Linked DNA regions of Mus musculus: region 2 is linked to region 1. Evidence: chromatin contacts called from public HiChIP or PLAC-seq data. All regions are on one chromosome and are shown on one strand. Each heading gives the region's core, a stretch centred on a gene start, on an enhancer-like site or on the middle of the called end of the contact. The rest is flanking DNA. Distances are from core to core; before and after follow the strand shown. Region 1 holds the start of Bard1 (BRCA1 associated RING domain 1). Region 2 has its middle 11 kb from the start of Gm4319.

Region 1 (7,192 bases), core at 1,965-4,464:
CTAGGACACCTGGCTGCACTAACAGGGCAGCTCCTATCTGCATCTCCTGCTTCCTTTAGGAACACATTAGTTCTCTGCTTTCTGCCAGCCTCTCAAATAGTAAGGTCTTCCAGCTTCCTTTCCCCCAGTCCTTAAATAGCTTCTATTTGGTTGTGAGGCTTGGCCCTACAGTCAATGTCACATCTGGCCTCTTCAACACGTTCACCAGCTTCACCTTGAAGCCAGAGTCATGTTATAAGGTCAGGAAAGGATGCCCTGTAACATAGCCAATCCACTGCAGGAGCAAGCCATGCCTGCTACAAAACAGATCCAATGTGCTACACAAGACAGGTGACAGCTGGGAACAGCAGAGAGATGACAGCTGCAAGCTGAATGTGAGGGTAATCGGGGTAATCAGCAGCCTAGTGGGGAGAGCTCTGAAGCTCGGGGACAGGAGCACACCATTCAAATAACATGCCACTCTGGGTGATGATGAGCAAAGCAGCAGCAGACTGTCCAGGGTTGCTCTCCTCTAGCAAGCAGGAAGGGAGAGGCAGAAAGAGCTTGAGAGACAGCAAAGCCAGGAAGAAAAGCATTTCCCATATGACCTAAACCATTTCCTGTGAGCTGTAAACCAGTATAACCAAAGGGTCTTTAAACTTAAGTTTGCTTCCTTAAAACTGAGTCTGAGGCTGGACATGGTGCCATACATCTGTAATCCTAGTGCTAAGGACACTACAGCAGAAGGTCACTTAATTTAAAGATAAGATGGGCACAAAATATGTTCCAGGCTAACCCAGGCTATGGAGCAATCTGTTGTATCAACAGAAAAATAAAAGAAAGAAGGAAAAAAGTTTGAAAAGTTGTTGCCTCTGGTCCAAATCAAGCCAAAACAGCCTGCTTTCCCACAGCCCTTTGAACAAAGAACATTTTTATACTTTCTGTTTGCTTTGGTTTGGTTTGGTTTTCGAGACTGGGTCTCACGATGTAGTCCTGCAAGCCAGGAACTCAATGTAGACCAGGCCGGCTAAAAACTCAAAGGCAACTGATTGTAACAGCCTCCAGAAAGCTGAGTGTAAGGGCATGAACCACCCACTCCCAGCCTTTTAACCCTTTTAAAGAAAGTAGAGATGATTTGTGACTGAAAAACCTAAGTAATATTTATTGACACTTCACAGGGAAAAATTAATTCAAAGTCCTATATGAGCTTATATCCTCTAGTAGTTAAAATAAACTCATTTAGCAGAGTTTAATAAACTGAAAAAAAGAAAAACAAGACCACAGGAACCTCATATTCTCTGGACAACTGGATGTGGCATAGTACAGCCTGAGCCTAATTACTATTATCTTCAGGCCCTTGACTCTTACGGTAAGCTAGCTCGCTTAGTTTAAAAGAGCTGGCAGTTGGTAAAAAGGGAAACTGGTTGTTTAATTTTAGGACAACCTACAGATTATTCATATTACTTTATCTAGTTAGTCTCTTCCAAATGGCTCAGCAAGCAGACTAAATCATTTTCTCATCACATCTTTTTGTGTCCATTTTGGATAGTCACCACAGGAAACAACTTACATGTATTTAATTTTTTCTTGGGATCCCTGAGGCAGGGTTACAGAAACATTGGGAAGGAAGCTTTGCTCACGAATGGGCTCTCCATACTCGGAACACTGTTTGGTATGTATTCATTACATGTTTATTATCAAATCTCAATATTAGCAAATTAATATGTGAATGAGCAAACCATTATTACTGAGGTACAGAGAAGACCAAAGATGTGGCTGGAACCTGAACTCATGTGGTCTGACACATTCTAAGTGGAAGAATATGTGTTTCCATCTGAGTTTAACTGTGGTTCAACTATTTAAAGCAGTGGTTGGGTCTCAACCTTCCCTGATGCTACAACCCCTTCAATATAGTTCCAAACGTTGTGGTGACCCTAAACCATACCATTCTTTTCTTTGCTACTTCATAACTGTAATTTTGCTACTAAGCTGGGTCTCCGTTCCTAAGACCTAAATGTGTGTCCCAGTGGTCGCGACCCACAGATTGAGATCCAACATGTGCGTCATCACTGGCCTGCTACTGCAACTAGAAGTTGAGTTTCCGATGTATGTCTACACCCAGGATGATCCGTATGCTTTAGGAAAACACAAGCAGAACTCAGAACGTGTTCATGTTAACAGAATCGCCACTCTCCTAAGAAATACAATGCCATTCTTTCAAATACTAAGAGTTTGTAAAAAAAAAAAAAAAAAAAAAAAAAAAAGAATAATTTAACGTAAGTGCAAAGTTTGTTGCCAGTTAACTTTAAAAAAAAAAAAAAAAGTTGCAGTTAACACTGTATTTGTAGTAAAGACTGAAGGCTTAACATTCGCTACTGCCAAAGAGAAAAAAGGGGAAAGAAGTATATTTCTTGGTAGTATTCGATAAACAGCCTCAGGTAAGAAAGTACCACTTAGGAGTGCATTTCAGACTGAATAAAATCCAAGAGAGGGCATGTTGGAGGATCAGTGGTACAGGGCCATAATCTAACTAAGTTAAAATTGCGATGCTCAACAAACTGCCATCGCCAAACTACCGGTCACCAGGTCCCTAGCCTCCCATTCCCCACGCCGAGCCTGCTACTAGAGAAAGGACCAAAAGGTCAGCCTCACAGGGGCTGTTGTGCCCCGCACGCAACCACGGGACCACGCTCCCAGAGGACCGAACTCCAGGACCCCAGCAGCACTAGCTCGGCTCAGCTCCGAGCGTCACCTTCGGGGAGTGACCAACGAGCTGCGCTTTGAGCCACGCCCCGAAGGCAGTTCTCCCGCGAAAATTCGAAAAGTGCCGTTTGAGTCATCTTCGTTGCAGGTGGCTGGGAAGCCACTCAGAAAACTCAGGAGTGGGACACGGAGGGACAGACGACACTAGGTCGCCAGGCCGGTCCTTACCAGCGGGAGCAGCGCAGCAGCTTCTCCAGGCGGGCAAGCGCCGCGCGGCTGTGGGCCCAAAGCCCGTCGGTAGCCGGCTCCATGGCGGGCACGGGAGCAGGCTGGTTCCCAGAGCAGACCCTCGGCGGCCGGCGTGGCATTCCCACAGAGGAGGGGAGGTCAGGTTTGCTCTAGCGCCGCACCCCGCTGGTCACCGCCGGATCCTGCTGCGTGCGGAGTCTCTGAATTGGTCGGACGCCTCCGGCTCGGAGGCTGAAACGCGGTAAAACTCAGAGATGGAAGGACCCGGCTTTAGGCCACGCCCTCAAGGCCTGAGGGCGGGGCTTTAGTAATGCGGTCCAAGTTCCGGAAATGGAGAGGCGAGGCTTGAGAGGCCACGCCCTCAGGAGGTGTAGGGCGGACCGCGGAAACCAAAGTGCCAAGGCGCGGGGTTGAGGAGGCGTGGGGAGAAGTCACCTAGGCCTGTGGCCCTAGGAGGCGGGGTATAGCGCGCTCAAACTTCCTGAGCGGGAAACTGAGCGGCGGGGCCTCAGGCCACGCCTTCAAAGAGGCGGGGCTCCCCATGGGTTTCATTCCCACCCCCTCTCAGTTTACTGAAACTGTGCTTACCTAGAAGTTGGATTCTAACCCTCCCATAGCCTCAGGAGCTTGCCGCTGAAGCCATCTACAAAGAGTGGCATTCAAGCTACTGTTGAACTTGGACAAGCTTTTCCCATGACAATAAAAGTACTACCCTTTATATAAGAAAGTTCTCTTTTTCTCCTTGCTGTAGGATATAAGAATCCGCTAAATACTAAGTTTCAATTTCACTTTTTAACTAGCTGTAAATATCCGACCAAGGGCATCTCTTAGAAGTTCTGGTGTGCTTTTAAAATATGATAAACTGCATAAAACGTTTTTGTTTGCTAGAGGGTCTACCCTCCCCGGGGATTTTTTTTTTTTTTTTTTTTTTGAAACGGCGTCTGTTTGCCAACCTAGCTTAAACTGTGAAGCTAAGGGTGACCTTGAACTTCTCAGTTTGCGATCCTCCACCTCTGCGCGATAGGGGATTACAGATATGCACCACCACGCCCAGCTTACATGGTGCTGAACTGAGTTTAGAGCCTCCTTTATGCTAGAAGTATTCTACCAGCCAAATCCATAGACCCTCCTGCGGATCTGAATATTAACACTGGGCAAGCACAGCCCGCCCTCTCCACAGCTTCCAACCTATGAACACATTCTTGCATATCCCCTTTTATTTCTCTGTCTCTGCTTAACCGCCCCAGCTGCCTCTGTTTACCTTAAAGTTGTTCCTTCTTACTGGAATCCACACATCTGCCTAGATTGCCTCCCATCCTTAGGCCTCACTAAAGATATACAAGACATTACCAAACACAAAATTAGTCTTGGCACTACCCTGATTAAACTCTAAAGGTGGAAAGGCCTGGAAGGTCCTTTAATCCCAGCACTAGAGGCATGGAAATGGGGGGAGGGGGGGGGAAGAGCAGGTGGATCTCTGAGTTCAAAGCCAGCCTAGTCAACAGAGTTCTGAGACAGTCAAGACAAACCCTATCTCAAATAAATAAACAAACAAACAAACAAATAAAACTCTAAAGCTATTTCTTTGATGAGATATGAGGCCTATGCCAACCTGGGAAAGCATGCCATTATTCTCCCGTGGAGCTTTTCTTCATCAAAAGCCTAGGTCCAGCTGCCTCTGGGCTTTTACACAAAGATTCACTTTGGAACCTGGAATTTTCCTCTTAGGCAGTACTCCTTCAGATCTCAGCTCAAACATCAATGCTTGAAAGGTTTTCCTGATCCTGAATGTAGAGTCTCTCAGGTACTTTTAACCTCACAGTTCATAGCATGCACATTTATATGAGCATTTATAGAACCAGGGTGGACATGTAATATAAAGCTCTAAATAGAGCTGAGAGTTTGAGTTCTTGGACTCTTATATATCGCAAGTGCTTCACTTAATTATCTGACTCAAGCCTCCTATGAATACTACAACTTGAGGCTAAATTCAGTGTGGGACTGAACCAATGTGTCTGCCCCTGAAAGAACCTAGTGGGGAAACCCCCACTCAATTTTTGTTCAGCGCGCACCCAAGAATCAAGAAAAGACGACCATCTTGATGTAAAAGCATGAGGTAGTTTAATGACGGAGCTCCGGGCCAACACATATCTCCCGCAGGAGACAGAGGTGTCGACCACATGGTGGAGTCATAATGGCAGAGCTCCGGTTCAAAACGTATCTCACTCAGGAGACAGTGGTTTCGACCCCGACACTTGGAAGCTAGGGGTTTTTATAGAAAAGGGATGGGGCTGGGGGAGGAATTGGCTCGGTTTCACATGATTGGTCCATTTAAACACCAACAGACTGTCAGAAGGGTGGGAGATAGGGAGGCACTAGGACAGTCAGGACATATGACGACGGGCCTACCCGGGCATGTCCTGGCCTATTCTGCTATGTTCTCAGCCCCAGGTTTCAAAGCTCACAAACAACTCTTTGGGCTATTTGACATAAATTACATGAATCACATGTCTCAAGTTTTATTTCCTTTCACCCCAAGTTCATGAATGGAAGCTCTAGCCCCTAATGAGACAGCATTTGGAGGCAGGGACTTATGAAAGCACTTAGGTTTATATGAGATTTTGAGGATGGAACTGATGAACCAGCCTGCCTCCATCTTAGGCTTGAAAGCCATCATCTTACAGTAAAAACAAACCAAGTTCATTCCTGATTATGATTAATATTCCATTTCTCAAGGATTGGGCTATGCCCAACCTGCAACCTTACTTACAAATGGTTCTGTACTGGCTGTTCCAGGAATCAGGAATCATGTTTTTGTTTCAAAAAGTTATAACCACCTTGGAACCCTACCTCTGTTTCACAAGGTTGTTATAACTGACTACCTGTTGTTATGTCTCCTTTATGATCACCTTGCAATCATGTCTTTGTTTCAGGAGGTCATTATGACTGATGTGGTAGGCTTATTTTCTGCCCCTGTAAACTCCACCTACTTTTCTTCCCAAATCTCCCATTTGAAAAGCCCCTACCCCTGAGCTATAAAACCCTTGTCTTCCTCCCCTGTAAGCTGACCTCTCAAGCCCTACCTTAGGGGGAGGGAGCCCATGGAGGGAGTACAAATGCTTGCTTAATTCCTTGCTTGCTTTAACTAGTTTGCCCATGGTGATTTGGGCTCGTAGTCTCTCTCCTCTTATCTCTAGGAACCACAGAAACCACCATAATCATCAGCCGAGGAAGAATTATCTCATGTTCTGTCTTGTAAGAGTGCAAAAAGTGAGCAGCCCCACGGTGAGAACCAACCGTGGCATGCCGATGCTGATCCTGGGTGGCTGCGGTACATTCTTGATGGGTTTTTTTGTCACCAAAACTATAATTTTGTAATAGCAGTCCAGCCGAACAAGATCCTTCCTGAAAAGAAGCATTTAACGTGTGGTGCATCTTGACCCGGGTGTTTTAATTAATCTTTATTTCCAGTAATCTTTTTTTTGGTCTCAACTTAAGTAGTTCTGCTACATCACAAAGGCCCAGCAAGTTTCGATGACTTCACCAGAATCTAGTAGTAAAAGTAGATGAACAAAACAAAAATCTAATCCAACCCCCAACCCCACCTCTATCCCCAAGTGCATGCTGGGTAGGTACTCTACCACCGAGCCACACCCTAACTTCTCCCTTTTGGTCTCATAAAGCATTCTAATGAGACCTTAACACAAGCACACTAACCACATAGTTTTCTAAAACTCAGAGGCACACATGGAGTTAGTTCTTGGTTACAAACTCTGTCAAGTTACTTACTCGTTGCTGAGCCTCCGGATAATCAACGTCTAAGTCACTGGCACTCCAGGATTCATGAAATATAAAGATAATTTCATGAATCAGTCCCATTACAATCTCGTACAAACATGTGACCTAAATCAAATTTTAATTTTTGAGATCGTGTTTGCTGTGTAGCCCAGGCTGATTAGAACCCTTGACCCTCCTCCCTCAGCCTCTTGGGTGCTATGACCATGGAATTCGATCAGATCTTCAGCTCTCTAAACATTAACTTTATCTGGAAAATGGAGATAATAAGTCATATAGATTTTTTTATATTTTCACAAGAGCCTAAGTATGAATTGCCTGTATTGATAAGCATCCAAGAAATAGTAGCATTGAGTCCAGTCACATAATTTCTATAGAACAGGGAACACATTTATCAAATGCTTTTTTAATTATGGCACTACTTAACTGTGATCAGAGTAAATGAACATTTCACATTTTATAAACT
Region 2 (7,041 bases), core at 1,863-4,362, 1.0 Mb after region 1:
TTTCTTGACCAATTAGCTCGCATTTTATCTGGCTGGCACTTTTCTCTCTCATAACGAGCTGCTTCTTCCTCCCAGTCTGTTTCTTCAGAGGAGAATTTGTCATCTGATTCAGAGCTACTAAGAGCTGGCTTCTCTAATTGATCTTTTTTCTTTTCTTTTTTCTTTTCCTTCTTTCTAATCTCTCCCCAGGTTTTCTTACCTGACCTTAACTTTTCCTCGGGTTCAAGACCCTTGGAAAGGCCTGTATACTTATTTTGTGTACCATATTTCCTCTTTGCTCCTACTCTCTCTCTCCGCTTTACTTCTGATAGATTGCCCTGAATTTCATCCAGAATTTTTAGCCCTACCTTAATCACTTGATAACATGTGAAAAAGAACAAAAGGGCTCCTAACACTAGAAAAAATTCAAGGCCAAACATACCTTGTAAAGCTATTTCCCACTTTACTTTTGATAGACTGTCTTGAATTTCGTTAGAAAGTTCAAGGCCAGGCGTACCTTGTAAAGCTATTTCCCACTTTACTTTTGATAGACTGTCTTGAATTTCGTTAGAAAGTTCAAGACCAGACTTACCTTGTAAAGCTGTACTCACTGGTACCCCTGTTCCCCAGCTAAAGAGTTCTGAATTCATGCAGTTGAATCCTTCTCAACAGTCTGTTTTACGGGAACCTTTATGACCGTGACCCGCAGTTTTGGTTCCGGAATGAGGAATCTTCCTTGCGCCGGTGATGGTTAACTCCCGTCCCGAGTTTTCTTGTCCCGGGTTTTTTTTTTTCGGATTTTCTCGTCCCGGGTTTCGGCACCAACTCTTACACGCGTTCTCACGACCGGCCAGGAAAGACACAACAAACCAGAATCTTCTGCGGCAAAACTTTATTGCTTACATCTTCAGGAGCAAGAGTGCAAAACTCAAACCCAAAAACGAAAGCGAAACCCCGTCCCTATTTAGGAGAGTTATCCTTCGCCTAGGACGTATCACTCCCTGATTGGCTGCAGCCCATGGCCGAGTTGTTGCCACGGGGAAGGCAGAGTACATGGGGTGGAGAAATACCCTTGGCACATGCGCAGATTATTTGTTTACCACTTAGAACACAGCTGTCAGCACCATCTTGTGACGGCGAATGTGGGGGCGGCTTCCCACAAATGTGTAACCTCTGGTCCCAGGCATTTCAAATAAGATAGACTCGCTCTCTAACATCAACCCCAGACCCTGAGGAGTGGCTCTTCCAGGAGAGTGCTGAGCACGCTTTGATTCAGTCCTGATAGCTCAGTGAGGTAACTATCACTGGGGTTCACCATTTTACCAGTGAGGACCAGAAAGCATAAGCAACTTGCCTGAGTTAGGGAAAGGAGAGCAGACACCCACCCCAGGGCTCCCTCACTGACCCAGCTTCTCCCCGCACACGTGACCTCTAATGATACGTGTTGGGCTTACTCTACCCTCCAGCAGATCGTCCGTGAGTCCCCTGAGAGCAGTGTAAGCCAACTCCCGCATGATGGCTCCAGTTGTCATATCCAGCAGGCCTGTATTAGCTACTTTCCTATTGTTATGATAGAACACCATGACCAAGGCAATTTATAGAAGGAATATTTTATTTGGGGCTTAAGGTTCAAGAGAGGTGAGAGTCTATCACCATCCCCGTAGGGACCTGTGAGAGTAGGCTAAGCGTGGTGACTGGAGCTGGAAACAGATCTGAGGGCTCTCATCTCAAATTACCAACAGGAAACAGAGGGAGATCACTGGAAATGGTCCATGACTTTTGAAAGCTCAAAGCCGCCGGGCTAGAGAGATGGTTCAGTGGTTAAGAGCACCGGCTGCTCTTCCGAAGGTCATGAGTTCAAATCCCAGCAACCACATGGTGGCTCACAACCATCTGTAATGAGATCTGATGCCCTCTTCTGGTGCATCTGAAGACAGCTACAGTGTGCTTAGATATAATAATAAATAAATCTTAGAAAAAAGAAAGAAAGCTCAAAGCCCACCCTCTGTAGCACACCCCCTCCAGCAGGGCCACACCTTCCAGACATAACCAAACAGGGTCACCAACTGGGGACCAAGTATTCAGATGCCTGAGAATACGTCAGACATCTCATTCAAACCACCACAGGGCCTCAACACAGGGAAAAGGCTAATGGCTGTTAGAAAAAAATCATAAGTCCATGGTCAGTAACTTAGCTTCTCCATGTATCCTTGAATACTGAGAATTCCAAGTATTCAAACAAAACGCTTGGATATCCACATGAAAATACATACACAAATTGTCTTAGTTTCTTTCCCTGACCAAAGCAACTTAAGGAAGGAAGTTTATTCTGACTCACAGTCTAAGCATAAACAGTCCATCATTCGGGGAACTGAAAGCAGAGAATTTGAAGTAGCTGACCATGTCCCATTCTCCACATCAGGACGCAGAGAGTGGTGGATATATGCTGCTGCTTCCTGCCTTTCTCCATTCTTTACACTCCAGGATTCCAGCCAGGGAATGACACACCACCTCAACTGACAAATTCAAGACAACACTCCACAGGCACACCCAGAGGGCCACTGTTCTCTTGCTGTGAAAAGGCACCAGGTCCAAGCCAACTCTTACAAAAGAAAGCATTTAGTTAGAGGCTTGCTTACAGAGAGGGTTAGGTCCATTATCATCATGGTGCTGGAGAAAGAGCTGAGGGCTTTACACCCTGATCCACAGGCAGCAAGCCCACCCCCAGTGACACACCTACCTAATCCTTCCCAACAGCTCATTAACCGGGGGCCAATCATGTAAATATATGTGCCTGTGGGGGGCATTCTCATTCAAGCCACCATACCCTTCTAATTCTACATTTTGTCAAGTAGACAGGTAGCACAATGCCCATAATAGATTTGTTGATAATCATCAAAAATAGCAATAACATGTTTGTGGGAGTGGATGTCTGGGACTTGCAAAAACTCTTAGGTTAAAGCTCTAACCCCCTGTGGTGGCTTGAATGGAAAACGTTCCCTGTAGCTTCTTGTGTCTGAATACTTGGTCCTAGGTTTGGTGGTGCTGTGTGAGGAGGTTGTGGAACCTTGCTAGAGGAATTGCATTACTGGGTGGGAGAGGGCAGGGCTTAGTTTATAGCCTTGCCTCACTTTCAGTTCACTTTTAGTTTCCTGTTGGTGGTTGGTTTCTCAGGTTCCTGATCCAGCCACTGGCTTGCTTCCCCTGGCTTGCTCAGCTTGCTTTTGTATAAAACCCAGGACTAGCAGCCCAGGGAAGGCACCACCCACCATAGGCCCACCCACCCTTGGTCACTAATTGAGAGAATGCCTTACAGCTGGGTCTCATGCAGGCATTTCCTCAAGGGAGGCTCCTTTCTCTGTGATAACTCCAGCTTGTGTCAAGTTGGCACATAAAACCAGCCAGTACAGGCTCTTTTGAATGGAATGAATGTCTTTATAAAAAATGAGAAAGAGAGAGAAAGAAAGAGCCTCTTCTATTCACTCTATTCACTTATATCATGAAGATGAACCATCTTCTGTTCTCTGCAAGACAGCCCTCATCAGCAACTGAATCAGGCCTGAACCTGGACTTGAACTTGTAGCTCCAGAACTATGAGAAGCAGATGCTTGTTTCTAGTTAGCCACGCAGGCTATGGCATCTTTGTCGTGGCAGCCCTGCTAGACTAAGATATATCCAACTATCAGCTGATGGATGAGTAGATAAAATGTATAGCCATACAATGCAGTGGTATTCTACACTATAAACAAACGAAATAGCATGCTACAATGTGGATGAACTTTGAATGATGATGGGGCCCATGTGTTTAAATGCCCAGGAATCACACATCTATAGAGACGGGAACCACATTAGTATGATAGATATGAAGAATGCAGGTGGAGTGCCTGCTAAAGGATATGGACTCTCTTTTGGAGTAATTAACTACAAAGTCGGTTGTTGTATACAACTCTGTGTATATGTACTAACAAGAACACACACTTACCTGAATTGTGTAGTCTCTCAGTTATACCTAAATAAAGCTATTACCAAAACTCTTCCCCATGTTCTCCACGTGCCTAGAGACAAAATGAATTGTGGGGACGTGCCTCCTAGTGTTCCAAGAAAACATGCCCAGGTGGGGCAAGCATGAAATCTTGGCACGAGGGGGAGACTGGGGCAAGAGGATCACAAATTCAAGTCCAGCCTGGACTGAACAAGACTGTCAAAAACAAAAATAAAAACAAAAAACTAATCCAGTCTCATAGCCCCATTGCCCTTTGCCTAATTCTTGCTGCCCTCCCCTGGTCTAAAACACCTACCCTAACTTGCTTCCATTCTTACCATCTATAAATTGCAGGTTTTGCCTGGTCATGAAAACCAGCTCCGGCTGTCCCTAGAACCCACCCATCAAAGGCCCACAGAAACATGGTACAATACATCAACCCTTACCAAGGCCTTGAAAGGACAGGGAGACGGGGAAATTCTAGGACACGGGACAGGCAGGGCACCCCTCACTCTGGATTCTGCTTGACATCTCTCGACAACCGCGAGTCAAGAATTGAAGCACAATTAATATTTGCTGTGAAGATTGCCTCCATAAAGACAACATCCCTCTTGTGTAGAGATATTGTTGAATAAGAGTATTAAACTGGCAATGGAGCGTGCTTACAAGCTAAGCCTATTGACCTTCAACGATGCCCTTGTTCCTTCCCTTCTAAAACCCTCACAAAGCCGATTAACTTTCGGGTGCCGCAAAGACACCCAAGCCTCCCACATCTCTGCGATGTGGAGTTTTATCTTATTAACTGTAATCCTGTCTGCACAAACCAGGAACTACCTCCTGATCTCTCATTTAAATTCCTTCACAACTCTTTGAAGAGCTTAACCTCAGAACTCATCGGTATCCCCCTAATGGCTACTGGAAACAAGACGATGAAACGCGATCCTCCTCTGAGAAGCCCTACCCAGGTGTAGGTAGATCTTAGACAGTACTTCCTGGGTTTCCTCTTTCTCTAATCAACCCCACCACTAACCATGTTGAACATCTCCCTTCTAATAAGCTCCAACTCCACTTCACAATGGCTCGTTCTAAAATCAAGGATCTAGTTTTACCTGGAGAAAAACCTCTGAAACCTCCCCGGGCTGCCACTGGGTCTCTATCCCAGCCCTTCCAGGCCCTGGCAGCCAAGGGCACAAAACATATGACCGGTGACAACTGTAGCACACACAACTTTTCTCCCCTTTGTCCCTCAGTTCTTCCAAATCCTCTGTCCTTCCTGTCCCCTCAGAGGCAGCTGCAGCTCTTCATCTCTTCACAAGGCAGCTGGTCCTTCAGGTCTCACATACCCTCTCTCAGAGACGCCCCCACCTATGCCACACAAAGGCACCCACCCCTTCCACTTTACGGTACACCTGCATTTCTCTCTGAGGTACCTTGCTACCTATTCTATTCTTGTCCTTAGAAATTAAGGTTTTTTTTTTTTTTCTTTTCAAACACCAACTATGGGCATTTACTTTTAATGAAAGTTCACAGACCTTTCTGTATTTTTAGATAAGTTACAGAAGTGGCCTACAGGAGACTAGAATGACTTCTAAGCTGTTAAAAATTTCTCTGATAGAAGAGTCATAATCCTGGAAGAAACAAGTGAACCCAAGAAAGACCCTAGTGTGTGTCTACTAAACTAACACAGTGACAATAGCCTAGAAAACAAACATTTTATCAGTAGTATGCTATATAGCACCTAATGTATATTCTAGGATATAATGTATATTATAGGCTGGAGAGATGGCTCTGCAGTTAAGAGCACTTGCTGCTCTTGCAGAGGACCCAGACAAGACATTTCCCACACAGGGTCTTTTTTTTTTTTTTCGTTAAGAACAGATTTATTTTTACTAATTTTTAAATGATGTATATATGCTTGTGCATGGGTATGTCACGAGTATAGGCAGCCGTGGAATCCAGAAGAAGATGCGGTTTCCTGGAACAGGAGCGAGGGAAAAGGAGAATATTCACTCTTAGTCACAGAGCCGTCTCTCCAGTCTCTTGCTATCTTATTTTGATTCCAACATCTTGGGGAGCCCTTTGCAGAACGTTCCAGAGAGACGAGTATAAATGTGTTCTGCTTTGTCTGCAAACAATATGCATGAAAGAAAGAGACATTCTCCTGGGTGCAGTTCCCTGTACAAAAGTTGGACGGTTCTGTAAGACTAAACGCAGGGGTCCTTGAGTCACTCTTCCCAAGTCAGGACTCAAGCTGTCAATCCAGGAATATCCTTCCAAAAGTTTTATTTTTATAGAGAGCTTTGTAATACAGAGCTTTGTAAAATCAGTTACTTTGGCCCATCCTTGGGAAAAGGTTATTCATGTGTCTACTAAATGTACATCAGGAAATAGACAATTAGGGTTTGGGGATGCCATAGATGTTCTAAAGACACAAAGAGGCTGGAGAGATGGCTCAGCAGGTAAGAGCACTGGCTGCTCTTGCAGAGGATCCAGATTCAATTTCCAGCACCAATATTGCAGCTCACAACCGTCTATAACTCCAAATGAGTTACAAGAGATGAGATACCCTTACACGGATATACCAATGATACACAGAGAAAAATAAAAATAAGGAAATAATTTCTTATTTAAAATAATAATATTAATAACAATAATTAAGAACTAGAGGGACCTGACAGGTTTTCTAAGCTGCCATTTCAGACTACACCCTGTGAGGAGGGAGGCTGATCTTTGATGGGTGCCCATGGCCTAGGTGGTGGGGGTGTAAGTAACTGTGACAGGAGGAACCTAATGAGCCAGGAACAGTTTGGAAGATCCACAGCAACTAACAACAAAGGAAGATCAGTATCATTTTGGTTCTAAAATATTTAGGTTCTGTAAACACAGTAAAATGTCCAGGGAAATCTGAAGTTAAGGCTTCACACATGCCAAGCAAACACTCTGTCATGGTGATACGCTGTCGGCCCTTCTGTGGAAATTCCTACAGAACTATTGCCAGGCTGAGAGACAAGCTAGAGAGTGCCTTGTATCACCTCTGCCATTTACGACATCTGCTGTGTGACAGCTTATAGCTTCCAAGT

Evidence for each region. HiChIP or PLAC-seq counts read pairs in DNA pulled down with a chosen protein or histone mark.
Region 2: an H3K27ac HiChIP or PLAC-seq map of acute myeloid leukemia shows a contact between it and region 1, with 7 times the contacts expected there. The contact joins the enhancer-like site here to the promoter of Bard1 in region 1. A contact is called at or near these places in 11 of 39 promoter capture datasets (the 3T3-L1 cell line, 3T3-L1-derived adipocytes, the C10 cell line and 6 more), 1 of 15 datasets of contacts at CTCF or cohesin (pro-B cells), 1 of 484 Hi-C or Micro-C datasets (bone marrow-derived macrophages) and 13 of 115 datasets of contacts at active chromatin or transcription factors (the NIH/3T3 cell line, acute myeloid leukemia, astrocytes and 8 more).

The regions. Positions count from the first base shown.
Region 1 is chr1:71,099,758-71,106,949 of GRCm38.p6, forward strand. Bard1 (BRCA1 associated RING domain 1) reads right to left here and starts at 3,215. Exons shown (of 11, transcript NM_007525.3): 1 at 2,911-3,215. The coding sequence starts at 3,050.
Region 2 is chr1:72,131,604-72,138,644 of GRCm38.p6, forward strand. No RefSeq gene overlaps it. Among named protein-coding and RNA genes, the nearest start is that of Gm4319, 11 kb to the left of the region's middle. Within about 2 kb of position 3,113, at least 14 of the 459 cell types and tissues checked have an H3K27ac peak or open chromatin away from gene starts, as enhancers often do. A contact at or near this core is called in acute myeloid leukemia, where this site is marked.